Linked DNA regions of Mus musculus: region 1 is linked to region 2. Evidence: chromatin contacts called from public HiChIP or PLAC-seq data. All regions are on one chromosome and are shown on one strand. Each heading gives the region's core, a stretch centred on a gene start, on an enhancer-like site or on the middle of the called end of the contact. The rest is flanking DNA. Distances are from core to core; before and after follow the strand shown. Region 1 holds the start of Layn (layilin). Region 2 holds the start of Dixdc1 (DIX domain containing 1).

Evidence for each region. HiChIP or PLAC-seq counts read pairs in DNA pulled down with a chosen protein or histone mark.
Region 1: a contact with region 2 is called in a FOXA1 HiChIP or PLAC-seq map of pancreatic cancer cells. The contact joins the promoter of Layn here to the promoter of Dixdc1 in region 2. A contact is called at or near these places in 1 of 115 datasets of contacts at active chromatin or transcription factors (pancreatic cancer cells) and 1 of 9 other capture datasets (adipose tissue).

The regions. Positions count from the first base shown.
Region 1 is chr9:51,075,599-51,081,320 of GRCm38.p6, forward strand. Layn (layilin) reads right to left here and starts at 1,496. Exons shown (of 8, transcript NM_001033534.1): 1 at 1,288-1,496; 2 at 724-747. The coding sequence starts at 1,372. Hoatz (HOATZ cilia and flagella associated protein) reads right to left here. Exons shown (of 6, transcript NM_177702.4): 6 at 5,715-5,722.
Region 2 is chr9:50,724,490-50,730,357 of GRCm38.p6, forward strand. Dixdc1 (DIX domain containing 1) reads right to left here and starts at 3,495. Exons shown (of 20, transcript NM_001374656.1): 1 at 3,297-3,495. The coding sequence starts at 3,356.

The DNA.
Region 1 (5,722 bases), core at 246-2,745, 350 kb after region 2:
AGGAGCTGGGAGCATCCTGTACTTGCCTGCCTTGTTAGAGGTTTCTAACAGAACAGGCTCCCAGCGGATGAGAGTGCTCAGATGCTGGGCTTCTCACCGGGGAAGTGTTCCAGAGAGGAGAATGCAGGCATTGGAGGACTGCAAAGAGCCCTGAACACCCCCAAACCTGGTACAAGAGAAGCTGCAGTTGCTTTTACTAGTGGTCCCGCCTGCCTTTCCAGGCCAGACTGCCAAGAGAAAGCTTAACACCTTGATAGAGTTTCCTGTATGGTCCAGGCTGGCGGCATATGTCTAGTGTATGCTAGTGAGTTCTAGGGAGTACCAGAGCTGGAAGGAGGCCCAGGACCCATCTGGTTCCCCTGCCTTCAGGAAGTGTCTTTCTTTTCTCATTTGCAGGAAGGGGAAGGGCAGGCAGGAGGTCTCCTGTCACCAAGCACAGAGCCATGCAGCCCTAACCCTCCCAGTGGCGTCAGCAGCTCCTCTGCTTAGCCAAACACCCCCTCCCAATCCTGAAACCAAAGTTAGATTTCTTAAACCAGACCCACAAGCTAGAATACAGTGGAGATTCCAATTCTACTCCATCCCTCTTGGCCAAAGGGAACCTGATAAAAAGATACCGATCGCTCCCCGCCCACGCTCCTCCCACCCACCCCCCAACCCCCCCCCCCACCCCCGCGCCCCATGCAGACCTAGTGGAACAAGAAAGAAGTCGGACCACTGTACCTCCTCTGGGGTCCAAGTCCGAGGCTGCAGTGACACACACACAGGGAAGGAAGCAGAGAGTCACTCTTGGAGCCTGGCAGGGCTGGTTCCTGGCTAACTAGGCGCTTTCCCAATCTCCAAGCATTTCCAGGCCAGCCACCCTCCCCTCAGAGGAGAGTAACAGGTACAGTTCCCATAGCCCTGCGGATCCAGGATCGGCTGCCTCCACTAGAAGGGTCCAGGCAGCATGGCGCTCAAGGGGCACTCACTGGAAGAAGTTTGCCAACTGCCCCACCCAAGCTACATCCTCCTCACCCCTTAGTAACCCCGGGGAGAGAACTGACTTCCAGCGTTGCGGATACCTAGGGTGGCCCCAGGAACTGGAGCTGGTTGCATTTTTGCTCCCTGGAAGCAGAGAATTCAAGAAGGCTGATTGGGTCCGGGGTTGGATCTGGGGATTGCCCCACTACATAAAGGGGCCAGGGTGCAGTGACCCTGAAGACAGTCCTCAACTGCTGAGGTTTACTGGGTGCATCAACCCCAGGTGCTCTGGCACCAGCCCTCTCCCCCAGGACACACACTCACCGCTCAGCAGGCGACCCTTCGAATCCCTCGGTTTGGCCAGCAGCACCGCCAGCAACATAGCCTGCAGCGCTGCTCCCGGCTGCATGGCTGGACTCCAGTGCCTCCCGACACCCTGGGACTAAGGCAGAGAAGTGGGCAAGTAGACGACTGCGTTTGAGCAACTGCAACCAAGGCAGCTGCATCTCCCAAGGATCCACAGACCCCGCACTGGGCGGAGTCCGGGAGGGCTCTGAGTCGTTGGTTGCCCATCCACCCCCTGGGACGTCACTGCGGGGGAAGGCAGCCCCTTGGGCTGGCCCGCCCCCAACGTCTAGTGCTCTGGACTCCAGAAACTGCTAACTCAGGGGGAGTAGCCAACGGAAGGGGCCGCTCTTTGCAGAGAGCCGCCCAGGGAGATTCTGAGTTTGCCTAAGAGAAAAATCCCACTAGTTTTTGAACTCCCAGAAGGTGGAAAGCGGGTACTGTACTTTCAAACAGTATAGCCTCTTGCCCTCATCACTACCCAGCTCTAGTGGGCTAAAGTAGCAAAACCCCTACTTACACCACAGTAAGCGTCAGACCAGGGCAGCACCTGGGAAAGAACTTGAGCAAGGGAGGAACAGATTCTCAAGCAGGCAGTGTGTCTACTGACTAGAGGCATTTCAGACTTGGCCTGAGGGAGACCTCCAGCAGAAGCTAGAGTATTCCAGATCTCAACCAGAAAGACACTTTGCTTTGTGTAGGGCACATATTGGAAGATAGGAGTGGTTTAGTGGAGTTCAGCTTTTGGTGGACAGAAAAATGACTCCCGTTGCAAAGAATGATCCTATTCTTCCTATGGAAGCTTTCATAACCAACCCAAGTGTATGCTCCCCTTTACACTCCCACAGTAGTTGTGTTTACATGTGTGTTCTCAAATACATTCGCACAGTAGATCCAGTCTCCCATCGAAAATCTATGAAGTAGAAAGCTGAGAGTTCATTGATCTTTCCGGTATACTATGGTATTGCGAAGCGTAGCAGAAACCACATCTCGGTTACTGCCTTCTGGATTTTGGTTCCAGTTTGCTTCTGTTTTCCTGTTTATCCAGCTTTTCAGCAGAGCAGTCAGAAAAGCAGAGAAGGGGCCCTGAGAAATGGACCAGTGGTTAAGAGCAGTCATTACTCTTGCATAGGACTGGGTTCAATCCCAGCACCGGGCAGTGGCTCACAATCAACTGTAACTCCAGTTCCAGGGATCTCCTGTCTTCTTCTGGCCCAGAGGCACGAGGCTTGCATGTGATGCACATACATACATACATACATGCTGGGAAAACACCCACAACACATAAAATGCAAATAAATAAATCTTTTAAGAAACGAAGCAGAGGTGCTTCCACACTCTTGACACACTTGTTCTAAACAGGCCTGAGATAAAGCAGGAGTAGGGATGGATCTGTCTTAGCTCCAGCTGAGAACAGAGCAGGAGCTGTGTGATTACAGAACCCCGGCACCAACAGGTGGGGACTGGCAACCCTTTCCTGTGTTCCGGTTAGACTATCTCACACCAACCATTCTCTCTAGACTGTCTCCCCAGCAAAGCAACTGTGGTGGTGGTGGGACACAGAAGTGGCACCTGATGGTCTGCTTGAAACGCTGCATTTCCTTGGTGTCTGTGTGTCCGTTGGCAAGTCATTTTATTCATTATATATCTTGATGGCATTAATAATTGCCATAACAGTTTTGTGATGGTTTGCCGAGGCAAATATGTATGAAAATGTGCAGTTATACTTGACTTAATGTCATCTTAAATAATTTATTTCTAATATTACAAGATCTGTTTCACTTATGAAACTACCACATTGCTTTAAATAATTGTGTCTTCAGTTCTCCCTTTGACACTCTGACTTTGGTCCATATCGGGGCTTTGTTAGCAGATGCAATTAACTGAGTGTAGTGGCTTACAGTAATGACCCCAATACTTCCCACCTCCCAGGATACATATTCTTTATTATGCTAATAGAGTTCTCTTTACTAAAAAAGTAGAATGTTTCCCTAGGCCGTGAGAGTTATTAATCAATGGAATAAACCAGGACTTGGAGCCCACAGCAGAAAACCCCTTTCCTGTTCTTATTCTCTTTCATCGTCTGACTCTCTGAGAGGAGCAGGCCTCAGATATCCTACTGGTTCATGAGTGTCCCCAAGAGGGTGGTATGTGATGCAGTCCATTGGCAGAGTGCTTCAAGTAGCCTGGAATCAGATCAGTCAGAACCTGAGCTGACCTTGTATGAGCTCCAAAGATTGCTTTAGAACTCTTTGTTAAGTGGTCCTGTTGTAGTAAGAACTACCTGTTATTCCTGGCAACTCAGGCATGTGCCACTGTGGGAGGGCTAGTTGACAAGAAAACTCATAATGCGTTATTTTCCTTGGTAAAATTTCTTTGGCCCAGGATCCATTCCTCAGCTTGATGAGCTCAAAGTTAATTAAAAAACCAGTTAAAATGCTTTTTTTGCACTTTGGAATATTCACACATATATAATGAGATATTTTGGTGATAAGACCCAATTTCAAACCCAGAATTGTTTCCTATACATCTTATAACACAGTCTGAAAGTAATGTTCTATAATACAATTTCTGTGCTTTGTATGTGTGGTACATGTATGTATGCATTTGTGTGTGTGTGTGTGTGTGTGTGTGTGTGTGTGTGTGTGTACTTATGCATGACTTATGGCGGCCAGACATTGGGTGACATTGGGTGTCTTCCTCCACTTCTTATTTTGTGCTTATTTTACTATCCATATCACTTTTTGAGACTATGTCTCTGCTGAATTTGGAGCTCACCAATTGCCTAGATTGGTAGGCTAGTGAGAGCCATGTCACCTCTACAGATCCTCCAGTCTCTGCCTCCAAGACTGGGATTGTAGGTGCTGATATTGTATGTCTGGCCTTTTGTGGAGATGCTAGGGATCCAAACACAGGTTCTCATGCTTATGTGAGAAGCACTCATGGCCACCAAGCCATTTCCTTAGTACCTTCTATGATACTTTTAGTGTATCTGCATTTATTCAGGTCCACTGAAGACACATTTTCTACTTCTGATAGCATACCAGCACTCAAAACACTTTGGACTGTGGATACTCGACTCCTTTTTGAACTCAGAACCTCTGGAAGAAGTCAGATTTTAGGTGTTTGGATGATGATGGCTGTAATGGTTTGTATATGCTTGGCCCAGGGAGTGGCACTATTAGAAGGTGTGGCCCTGTTTGAGTAGGTGTGGTCTTGTTGGTGTAGGTGTGTCACTGTGGACGTGGGCTTTTAGACCCTCAATCTAGCTGCCTGGAAGCCAGTATTTTGCTAGCAGACTTCAGATAAGATGTAGAATTCTCAACTCCTCTTGAACCATGTCTGCTGGGATGCCTCCATATTCTGCCTTCATGATAATGGATTGAACCTCTGAATCTGTAAGCCAGTCCCAATTAAATGTTGTTCTTTATAAGAGTTGCCTTAGGGACTGCAGAGATGGCTCAGCGGTTAGGAGCACTGACTGCTCTTCCAGAGGTCCTGAGTTCAATTACCAGCAACCACATGGTGACTATAACCATCTGTAACGGTATCTGATGCCCTCTTCTCATGTGTCTGAAGAAAGTGACAGTAAATTCATAAACATAAAACAAATCTTTAAAAAAATTTAAAAAGTTGCCATTGTCATGGTGTCTGGTCACAGCAGTTAAACCCTAACTAAGACAGCTGCTTAACTTGTAATATGTTTACACAGAGGATTATAATCCTAGGGTAAACCAGTGGTTGGCCTGCAGAGCATATTGTCTTCCTTTCGGCAATGAAAGAATTCCCAGTGAGTGTAGAATCAGAGAAAAAGACATTAGTTGTATGATATAGAACTTCAGACTTTGACAACCTGCTGTCAGTCTCCATGATCGCCACCTGTGTGAGAAATACTTCACTGTGCCAGTATACACAGGATGCTTTGATGTGTAGAAGGAACAAATCCTTAACTGTCTGCTCTCCAGTATATGCCAGAGGTGGGCTGTCAATAGGATTATGCAGCTGTGTATAAGACACAGCCAGCTAGGCCCATTTTTTTCATGGACCCAGTAGCAGCTCAGCTCTGGCTTCAGACCTGTTCTACAAATGGCATAAACCACATTTTGGAAAAGGAGTATTTTTAAAAGAAGGCTTTAAGCTTTTAAGAATGCTTTTTCATCTTTGCTTTATTATTTTTGCAGATAGTACCCAAATCAGGGGTCATATAGGACATTTTATTCTTGTTTATTGAATATTCATAATACAAATAAAATATATACATTGTGGAAACACCTTTCAAGTCAAACAAAAACCAGGAGTTTGGGATGATTATGATGCGAAAATGATTATGGTATGATGTCAAATGCAATAGTATGCAATAAATAAAATAGACACAAATGTTCAATAACTGACAAAACCCACCTGTCTGAATTCT
Region 2 (5,868 bases), core at 2,245-4,744:
AGAGAGAGAGAAGGAGAGAGAGAGAGAGAGGGAGAGAGAGAGACAGAGACACAAAGACAGAGACACAGAGACAGACAGACACAGAGAGATACACACAGAGATAGACAGACAGAGAGAGAGACAGAGACAGACAGAGAGAGACAGACAGACACACACACAGATACACAGAGATAGACACACACACACACACACAGAGCTTTGAGGCAAAAGCATAATGGAGAAGTAAAGAATTATAGAAAACCCATCATAGCCAAAGTGAGTTACCAATGACAACAGCTAAAATCTATGGTTAACTCACAGTGAACATTAACCAGGTCAACACAAGAGATTGCTTTAGCATCACTGGCATGAGTCAATTCTGTGACTTCTTTGCCAAGCCTGCTGACTCTAGGTGGGACTCTGCGTGTGTGTGTGTGTGTGTGTGTGTGTGTGTGTGTCTGTCTGTGTGTGTGTCTGTGTGTCTGTGTGTATGTCTGTCTGTGTGACTGAGATTCTGTCACACACGGTTATATTTAGTGACATATGGAGTGAGAAGAGACCAGCAGTAAATAGAGGGAAGCCTTGATTCAAAGGGCAGAGCTTCTCTCTGCTGCTGCTGGCTTTCCTTATAATTAACCAATTAGGGCCATATCCCTGCTTCCTGTGGGAGTTTTCTCTGCCGTGGAGAATGAGGCTGCAGCCCTAGCCACACAGACCTATAATAAGCCATCTGGGTGATGAAGGCTAGCTTCAGATACTCTTAGAATAATCCCCAAGAGGTGGCTGAATAAATGTGTGGTATTCTTAGCCTCAGTACAAAGACTTTCTCAGAGGAATTAAGTGTTTTCTGACACTATCTTTTAAGTGCTCAGTTACAGTCTTATCATATGATGCTAACAAAAGAGATTGATTATTACTGGGTCTATTAAGCAACCTTGAGTCTGGAAGATCAAACAGGGCTCCTACCAACCTTCCCACTGACTTTACTCAGACTGTTATTCACTAGGATGGCTATATGTGATAGTATATGTGGAGGGAAATGAAGAAAATGTATTCTGTATGTGGAAAGATTTACGTTAACTAAGGGATCATTCAAATTTAACCTATTCATGATATCTGTATTATTTAGAGGCACAAAATCAAAAGTGCTGTTTTCATTTTCAGAGTTCAAATCGACTAAGGAGAAAATGTACATTGGTTTGCAGAGAGGGCAATTTATGGGATGGGTAGACAATTCCAATATCAGTGAGGCCAAGACACATTGCTGAATTGTTCTGAATGGAAGAATTGATTATAAAGTTGTCTGAGTGTTGTTTTTAGGAAGACTCCATTACCACCACAGGGGGTAAAATTACCTTCCACTCTCCTGTCCCCTTGTTTTGGAAGAAGTGAATGTTAGGCAACATTCATGTACAGAGACACAGAAATGACAGCCAGGCCGCTTTGTTCTTGTGTGGGTCTTTAGATGAAGACTTAGAGATGGAGAAGCAGCAGAAAGCACGGACGAGGACTTGGCTCTGTGCCAGCTGGTGTCAGAAGGTGGGTTCTGACACCAGTGAGCTGGGCTAAAATAGAAAAGGGGGAGAGGCCAGGAGAGGACCAAAGGAGGTTTTACCCCGACTAGTGAATGAGCAGGATTTACGCAGAGAAGGAGCAGAGAAGGCCCTGGGGCTGAGAGTGAGGGTAGATGACTGAGAATCCTGCAGACACTAGAAGAGGTGTGCTTCCTGGCTTTTCTGTGTTCACCTCTGGGTCTGTAGCTCTTTGTTAGCGATTCCCTTACATGTGTTCAGTCAAGAGTGATGGGAAGACGAGGAGGCCTGCCGGGCAGGCAGGATACAAGCTCTGCCCTTTAATGAAGGTTGTGACACCCCTCAGCCAAAGGAAAATTCCAGCACAGTTGGTCACAGTGGCAGAATGTTTCCATTAGATTTTTTTTTTTCTGTGTGTGTCAGGAATAAGGCTGGGGCACAGGGGCCAGGACTGGGGAAGGTTCTAAGGCAGGTCAGAATGTAGGATCTCCTAATTAGAAACAGGGATCAAGGGGGAAGCCTGCCGTGCAGCTGTAGAAAAAAAAAAAACCTACATGGAAATTCATGAGAATAGCTGGTTGCCTCTAGGGGAAAGGTTGGGAAGGGGGTGAGAGACGGCAAGGGCACAAAGGCTCGTCCATCTTGTCCATAATGTTAATATTTAAGAAGAGAATGGGTTTAGGATGTAGCTCAGTGATCAAGCCCCTAGTCATACTGCAAGGTCCTAGTTTCAGTCACCCCTGCACACAGGGCTGTTTATATTATCTGACTAAAAACTGATTCTAAAAACACAAGGGCTGTTGTAAAGGGTGGAGGAGTGGAGTACTGGTAAAACACCTTGGTAGCATCCCCAAGGCCCCCACCACACACACACACACACACACACACACACACACACACACACAATCTGAAATTTAAGAAACCCATAGAGAAGGGAAAGGTGAACTGAGGGAAAAGGCAGGAAGCCATGACCAATAGCTTATGCCTTTGCGGCTGCAGGCCTAAAGCAACCAAAGGATGACTGAGGAGCAAACAAGAGTAGCCTGAGTCACAAAAGAAGCAAATGGAAGAGGTAACAGAATTCTGAGAGAAACTTTTGAAGAGAAAACAGAGCCTGCTTGGGTCAATCCTGGCCCACCTTTCCTGTCAGGTTGCAGCTCCCCACCACAGTTCTCACAGAAGGGAATCACACTAATATTAGCTCCTGAAACTGGGCCTGAGGCCCAGGTTGGTCCTCTCAGCCAACCTTGTCCTCCTCAGTGGTGGAGAAATCTAATGTGCATGATTCAGGAAATTCGCACGTGGATGTGCAGGATTCAGGAAATTCACCCCTCATGTGGACCACCCACAGTCTCCTACCCTCTTTCAAACTTTCTACCAATGCCACGCCACCGCACCCCTCCCGTGACTCATCCGCTTAGCGCCTGAAATAGAGCTCTGCCGCATCTGTTCAGGGCTTCCCTCTAGGATGTCCCTGGAGAGTCCCTGGGAGGCGTGGGGACCACCTTTTCGGCAAGAAGATGCCTTCTGAGTCCGTAGTCCTGCCTGCCCTTCCCACCTCGGGAAGGTACTCAATCCCTCCAGTTTAGAGGAGGCCCACCGCCTTTCTGATGTCCTCGGGTTGATGCATCTGCACCACACCTACCTCCTTGACTCTACCACCCAGGCTCTTAAATGGGCTCCCCGGGAGGATGCCCCTCACCGCCCCCCAGGATTCCCTTCGGGAGATTAGGCGGGAGGCGCGGGGTGACCGGGAGCTGGGGGTGGGAGGAGCAGGGCAGTTACCTCATTGAAGCCCTCTTGCAGGACGTCCAGTAAGTTCCCGCGGGTCAAGCAGGCTAGCATTGTTCCTGCCGCGGGGCTTCCCGGGTGGGGTCACGCCACCGTCTCTTCCCTCTGTACACAAAGGCGATCAGCTCAGCTCCCTGGGAGCTCTCTGGAGTCCCGCATGCCACTTACTGGAAACCTAGACCCGAGCCAAACTAGCGGCTTGCACTGGGCATGCTCGCGCGCGGGCTGCAGCCGGAGGGGCCCGGCGCTGTGCTGGTTCCTATAGAAACAGCAGGGCGCGCGCTGCGCACAGGCAAGAGGCGCTAGCAGGCAGCCCCGGGTCTCCAGGGAGTGCGGGGAAGCCGTGGGCGCGCACGCAGGCTCCGCACGGGTGCTCGCAACGAGCATTCACACACGCGTGAGCACACACACACATCCGCGCTGACACAAGCGGGCTTGCCAGCCTGAGCATATGCCTGCAATCACTACACTGCACGTTTGGAGGCGGGCGTCCCCGAGCGTGTGCACGCACATACACGCACATACACACACACACACACACACACACGCACACGCACACGCACACGCACGTACACACACACACACACACACACGTATGTAGTCACTTTGCTCATTTAAGGCTGCAAGCACCTCATCACAAGGTGGGTGGGGAAAGGAGTGAGTCACAGGATTACCCCACCCACCCCTTACTCCATTCTCCAGACTAACAGCAACCTTTTTCCACGCAGGGCTTGAGAGTGAGACAACCAGCAACCTTTTCCCACTCGGGGTTGGAGAATGAAGCAATTTAAATAAGAGGAAATAGAATGACAAGAAATAACAATAAAAAGGGGCCAGAGGAGAGAGGCTGGGGCTGGGGCTCTGTAAGTAACTGTAGACTATAAGTAACTGAACAGCGCTAAACAAATCATACCATCATAATAGAAACGTCAGAGGCACACCAAGGATCTTCTATCTTTTTTACAAAATAAATGCTAAGGGGTAAGATTGGGCACGATGGCTCAGGGGATAAAGGCTCTTGTAAAAGCTTGACACCTGAGTTCAATCCTGGAGCCATGCAAAGGTGGAAAGGGAGAACTCACATCTCTCGGGCACAGGCACACATTACGCTCACCCCCCCCACACACACACTAATTAATTGGTTTTATAATAAAATAATTTCTAAGAGCCAGCATGGGGGTATACACCTATCATATGCATGCACATACACGCGCGCGTGCGCGCGCGCGCACACACACACACACACACACACACACACCAGATCAACACTCTAGAGGTTCTAAGTCCAAAGCTAGCCTGGTCTATATAGCAAGTTCCAGGTCAGCCACATATAGTTCCAGACCATATAGATGAGACCTGCTCTTGAAAGAAAGAAGGAAAGAAAGGAACACATACTTTATAAGTGAGTTTTAAAATAAAGCACCAAGAATGCCCTTGTACATTGTCAGGTAAAAGCATCCACCCTTGGGTGTAACAGAGCCTCTTTCTCGTGTGGCCTGGCTGAGGTCACAGCTCTGATGTTTATTTTTAAGAACACTAGTCATTTGCATGCTTGGACTAAGTGATCTTAAAAAAGAAAGAAAGAATGAGAGAAAGAAAGTCCATTTTACATTCCATCTTGTGATCCTAGACAAAAGGGAGAAATTACAGTGTTAAGACCCAGAGGAGATCAGAGCCTTGTCCAAGGACACAGCTGGTCAGGGACACGCAACTCAATAATCAAGGAATTACAAACCATTTTCTAGCCATCCTGTATCTCCCTCAGACTCCATTAGGACCTCAGCAAGAAAAGTCTATAATGAGCCTACTAAATCATATTTAACCCAATGGCCTCCTCCTCGGGTCACTAGGGGATAAGAAAACCCTTACTTGGGGCAGCCTGACTAGATATCTAAAGCTGCTAAACACAAAGTTCTTCTGGGGAAGAAAAAACAAACAAAGTGCCTTTGACCACAAGAAGCAGGAAGCTGAGTGTCAGCCTGCCCTGAGCTGGTCGCTCAGCTGGTTAAATCCTGACTGTTCCACTCAGGCTGAAGCCAGAGGAAAGCAGTAATACCAAGTGAAACCGATCCTGAGCGCTCTGCAAGTCAGAGACCTCTCTGTCCTCCACCAGCTAGCCAGGGTGGTTCACCAAGACTCTCTACTGTTCCTTCAGTCCAAGGCAAAATACCACCAGGAGACTCACTAACCCATGTTTAAGACAATGGGGCCCTTTATGAGCAGACTTGCAATGGCATAGAATTGCACATGGCACATCTACATACCTAATGATGAAAAACCAAAATGTTCAGTTTATATAAGTCAGTTTGGGCATCAGAGGGAGGCCTACAGACAGTCATCCATGCCAAGAAATCACGGTTTCTCAAAACTCCAGTCTTTGATGGGAACAACGCCTGGGAGCTCAGTGCTTTGGAGAGAAGACTTACAAAGCAACCGATTTGCTTATCATTTTGGTCTTTTGAGGCAGGGCCGTGGGTAGCCCTGGCTGGTCTCCAGCTGCCTAAAAAGCCAAAGATGACCTTGAACTCCTAGTCCTCGTGTTTCTGCCTCCCAAGTGCTGGGATTA